Regions from separate parts of the Sus scrofa genome. Here region 1 is linked to region 2. The links are chromatin contacts, called in public Hi-C maps. All regions are on one chromosome and are shown on one strand. The core of a region is the stretch at or near the end of the contact, and the rest is flanking DNA. Distances in the headings are between cores, read along the strand shown.

Evidence for each region. A called contact is a pair of places that touch in the nucleus more often than the background predicts.
Region 1: a contact with region 2 is called in a Hi-C map of epiblast stem cells, with 2.2 times the contacts expected there. The contact joins two enhancer-like sites. A contact is called at or near these places in 6 of 47 Hi-C or Micro-C datasets (alveolar macrophages, blood, epiblast stem cells and 2 more) and 1 of 2 datasets of contacts at active chromatin or transcription factors (alveolar macrophages).

Annotation. Positions count from the first base shown.
Region 1 is chr1:8,423,019-8,425,718 of Sscrofa11.1, forward strand. All of the region lies in intron 2 of EZR (ezrin), which reads left to right. Among named protein-coding and RNA genes, the nearest start is that of EZR, 21 kb to the left of the region's middle. Within about 2 kb of position 1,418, at least 17 of the 83 cell types and tissues checked have an H3K27ac peak or open chromatin away from gene starts, as enhancers often do.
Region 2 is chr1:8,272,233-8,274,932 of Sscrofa11.1, forward strand. No RefSeq gene overlaps it. Among named protein-coding and RNA genes, the nearest start is that of RSPH3, 30 kb to the left of the region's middle. Within about 2 kb of position 1,434, at least 16 of the 83 cell types and tissues checked have an H3K27ac peak or open chromatin away from gene starts, as enhancers often do.

The DNA of each region.
Region 1 (2,700 bases), core at 168-2,667, 150 kb after region 2:
AATCCACTGCCTGAAATTCAAACATTCAAATGTTACTATTTGAATTTCCCTTTCTGCTCTAAATGGTTTTACTGATTCTTGAGTACATAGGAAAATCACTGCAAACCTTTTATTTCCCCTGCTGCTAAAATTAAACCTGGTTGGTCTCTGATGACATAAATGGTTGCTTGTCTGTGAGTTTGTGGAAGGACTGGTCTTGAACTCTTCCTCCTGTCTTGGTCTTTAAAGTGGTTGAATTTATTCTGTTAAATGCGTGATTGGAGAGGGTATCTTAAGCCAAGTGTGAAGTATTTCAGGAGGAAGTAGACATTTCTCACAGGAAAAAAATGCATAACTGGATGTATTTACCAAAACGAGGAAGGTAATGGGGGAGGTCATCTGACAGCCAGAACTCTGCCGTCTCGCGCGGGTTAGAAGTGAAATGCAGTCTTGTCAGCCGGGGTCTTTCCTGCCTCTCTCAGACTCTTGGCAGACATTTAGATGCCGTTTTGAGAGAGTTAAACTGAGGAGCCTTAAAAGACTTGTTTTCCAAAGTATTCTGAAAAGTACTGGTCCTTTGGGATCGTCCATGGGAAAAAAATCTCTGCAGGCAGAACAATCTGGGAAACCTAGATTTAGGCACCAGCCTGGACGGGGCAGTTTGATTGAACACAGCAGAGGCTCTCAGAGCCTTTCAGTTAAAGAAAGAAAAGAAACAGAGCCTTAACCTACGTGACCTCAGCACACTGCTCTCCTCCCCGCCCCATCACCGCTTGGTCTCTCTTTTTAAATTCAGATAATTTTGCAGAAACTACTTGGCCACTGATTTGGACGATGTCGAAAAGCCACTCTGATAATTAAGTTACAGAATGTTGGGGCTCAAGATCCCTCACAGATAAGGTCATTTCCATTTTACCAGCGAGCAGGGAAGTTTGTCCTCCTTCAGACTTGGGGAGGGGGCGCTGCCATGGTCAGTGAGGAGGTCGGGGCCCTGGGGCGCCTCCTGCCCTCGGCCTCGTTCCTTGGGGCCCCTCTGTGATTGCCCAGCTGCTTGAGGGGTGAGCCCGGGACAGGGATTTATTTCATCCTAATAGGGTGAGTTTATATTTTTAAAAAACAGATGGGGGCTTAACAGTTTTTACTCTTTTTTATTGGAAAATGCGATGTCAGTTGCGTTGGCGCTGCAGAACCGGAACTGTTGTGTGTCTGACCGGAGAGGTACAGCCCCCTCCTTGGAGACTGAAACGGGCGTGAGCTCTTCCTTTGACCATGAAAACAGTCGCCCTGCGGGCTCCTCATAGGGTCACGTCATTATTTTCTCCCGAATCACCCCCTTCCGTCTGCTCGTGGACGCCTCGTACCCTAAGGAGGAGCTTTCCCCCCTGTGCGCACAGCTGAGCGCTGAGTGCGGCTGGCATCTCACCTCGGACCTTGGACTTCAGCCCGAGCATTTCAGAGCTGGAAAGGACCGCGGGTCAGCCGGCCCGCACCCTCTCTTTGCAGAGCAGGGGTCCTCTGCCCCCAGGGGAAGGAAGTCCTCCGTGGGTCACTGCTCCAGGCCTCGGCTCCCAGGGGAGGCCCCCTGCTCCAGGGATCCGTGAACTTGGCCAAATCTCAAAGTCACTTGAGTGGCTTTAAAAAATACTGCTCTTGGGCTGAGGGCCCAGAAACTCAGGTGTTTGAAAGCTGCTCTGGGGCTCTGGTGGTTAGTCCCAATTGGGAGCGGCTGTGGTGTATGGCGTCTGAGTCGCCTATTTAAGTCCTAAGGGACAGCGCCCCCGGCTCCCCCAGGAGGCGCTGATGCTCTCAGAGGGCCTGCGCCCAGAAGGCGTGCACCGTGCCCACCAGTTGGGGCGGGCTGGGAACGGTAGAAAATGGAGCTGCTGTGGTTCTTCCACATGTAGTGTGGTGGTTTTGAGCTGAGCTAACCCATAAGAAGAAGAGCAAATAGAATTTTTAAGAGTCCTTAGCTAAGCAAGGCAGGTTTACTGGTTGAATCCTGATGCTAAATAATACACGCACTGTGTGGTCAGCTGGACTGGAGCAGAGATCTGTGAAACCCCAGGCGTTTATTCATGAGAAAGAACACGTGCATATGGTGTTTTCCTTAAGTTTAAGAAGGTCTACTGGCCATTTTCATTAGTTCTTGTTTTAGAAATAAAATGAAATTCATTGCTGTTTTTGTTTTTAGGCATTTGTCTTTGCATATACTTGCATATTCTAGTAATAGATGAGAAACTTACCTCTCTTACTGAAACAAAAACTAGGCTACTGTCAGAGTCGAAAAAAGATTTTTCTGCCAAATGTGGTCGGTGTGAAAAATACACAAATATCCAGTAGAACCTCATTTTTCTCAAGGGGTTCCAGCATCTTCAATACCAAGTTTTGTGTCCAAGATACATTAACTTATTCTAAAGTTTTGACCTGGTAGAGTAGCTGTGGAAAAACCTCATTGTCGTTCACTGGTAGGGTGCTGACCTAACTTCCGCGTCTGTACTTGCTGATGAATTCCCGTGGCAGAGTGGAGTGTGCTTCTGTCTGGTTTCTTTTAGGTGCTAACATTCTATGTCTTCTTTTTTTTTTTGTCTTTTTAGGGCCGCACCCATGGCATGTGGAGGTTCCCAGGTTAGGGGTCTAATTGGAGCTGTAGCTGCTGGCCTACACCACAGCCACACCAGATCTGAGCCACGTCTGTGACCTACACCACAGCTCACGGCAACA
Region 2 (2,700 bases), core at 184-2,683:
GAGACTCTAGACTCGCACTGGATATTTTTTTATCTTGCCTAAAGTCGTCGGCCAGCTCTGTAGGGGTGGCAGTGGGCCCCAGCCTGTATCTTAGATGCTTAAAATAGTGTTGCAAGTACCTGACCTTAGTTGTCTTGTGGCACAGTGGATTAAAGATCCAATGTTGTCACTGCAGCGGCTCGTGTCGCTACTGTGCATAGATTCAGTTCCTGGCCCAGAAACTTCCATATATGTGTGCGCGCCCCCCACCTCCCCGCAAAAAAGAAAAGGATATGACCTTGGCTGTCATATTCTCTAGTCTTCTATCCAATACAGGGTCCTCAGGCTATGGCACATAGTGAGTTATAGTGTGCGGTTCTCATTATTAGAAATTTCTTTTATACTGACTAAGTCAAAATCTGTCCCATTATAACTTATGCTTTTTGGCTTATAAGCTGTTACAAAGTGGCATGGTTATGGTGGAGGGAGACAGAATAATTTTATTACTGTATCAGTCTATCCTATACTCCAGTGGTTTTTCTTTTTTTCCAAGTTTTTCTTTTTCCCAATGACGTATCACCACCTTTCCACTATTCCTCATGTGACATAATTTCAGAGCTTTCTCACTCTCCATCCTGGTTACTGCTTCCTTGAAAATCCTACTTGGTCAAAGCCATCTTCACTCATGTCTCCCAGAATTAGGCGTCTGACTGTAGATGAATCTGACTTAGCAAAGAGTGTGATCTGGACATAACCAGCTCACTTCCTCTAAATTCAGATATCTGGAAACCTCATTTTTAGAATATAGAAGAGAGGAAGCCAAAGTGATTTCTGAGTAGTCACAGTGTCACAAGACCCACACCTCTTGCAGCGGACCATGCAAACCATTCTAACATTGCTACACGGATTCGCTGTTTGATTATTAAGCCCGCAGCGTGTTAGAAGTAGTATACTGACAAGGAGAGAGCTGCTGTAGAAAGATGGTGGGCTAACATTTAGAAGAAAAATAAAGGCAGAATAAAAGCAGGAAAAAATAGTTCACAAGGCGCAGAAGTTTAGGGCAAAAATGGAATATTCCACAGAAGGTCTTGAAACATGTTACATTACAGCACAGTACAAAAATTAATGCTTATGGAAGAAGCACTTCTGGAATGGTGGAGTAAGGACTTCTGAAATCAGCTCCTCCATAAAAGCAATGAGAACACAGGCAAAAATTATCCAAAAAATAACATTTTCAGAACTCTGGAAATTAACCAGAGGCTTGCATCAGTGAAGAGCATTTATTTAAGGAAAATGGCTGAATCTCAGAAGAGTGGCATTTAAACTTGGCCTATTCCCATCTCATTCTTCCCAGCTCCACAGTAGCCTTGAAAACCAACAGACTCAAAACCATGGTAACTGAGAAAACCAGCAGCCCATCAGCCACTGGAGGGAGCAGAACATGCTCGGGGCTCCCTGGAAAAGCCACATCTCCAGAAAACTGTCACTGTTTGACCTCTCTGGCAGCTCCCTGGGTAAGCCCTTTAACAGAGCTTATCTTTATTTGATCTGACTAAGAGCTTGCTAAGTGAGGAAAGTCCTAACACCAGGACTTTTGTTTAAAAAAAAAGAAAGAAAGAAAAAAGAATCAGCAGCACTATTCTAATATCACAGCTGCCCTAGGCAAAAATGCCAGTCAGAGAAAGCAGGAGGCTGGCCAAAACCCTTGAAAAGGAAATCTGAGGAATGAGATGTCCATAGGGGGTTTTGAAAAGCTTCAGCATGTTCCTGGGAATCTACATGTAGGGTGCTTTGTAGGGTTGTTTGCAGGCCCAGGAAAGCCCTGGGAAGGCCCTCTTCTCTCACCCCTGGCTGACCTTGAGGAGCTACACAAGCAGGAGTTAGAAGCTAAGTCAGAGTTGTCAACTGCTGAAATATTGAAGGTGTGAGTCCACACACACAGAGCCCCTCGGCACAGGGCGCCTCAGTGGGATTGATCCCAGGAATGCCAGCTTGGTTTAACATTTCAAATTCAATTAATGTAATCTATCACAAAAATAGGCTAAAAATGAAATATCACATGATCATATCAATAGCTGCAGGAAAAGTGTTTGACAAAAGTCAACATCCATTCATGATTTGGAAAAAAACAAAACAAAACAAAAAAATCTCTCAGTAAACTAGGAATGAGGGAAATTCCTCGACTTGGTAAGGAATATTTACCAAAAATACCTGCAGCTGACACCGTGATGAGAAACTAGAAGCTTTTCCACTAAGATTAGGTACAAAGCAAGGATGTCCCCTCTCACCATTCGTTTTCAATATCATACTGAGTCTTAGCTAATACAATAAAAAGAATATAAGTATATGGCTTGACAATGAAGAAATAAAACAGTCTTTATTCACAGATGACCTGATTGTCTATGTAGAAAATCTGAAAGAACAAAAAAAGCCTCCTGAAACAAATAAGTGATTAAAGTAGGGTGACAGGATGCAAGATTAATATACAAAGTTAATTTACTATATATCCTTACTATGTATCAGCAATTAGCAAATGGGATTTAAAATTAAAACAATACTATTAAAATTAGCACCCCTTGTAAGTGAAGATTGGGGGTATAAATCTAACAAAATATGTGTAAGATTTATATGAGGAAAAACACAAAACTCTGATGAACGAAACCAAACTACTCGATGGAGAAACATTTCATGTTAATGAATAGGATGACTCTGTATTGTCAA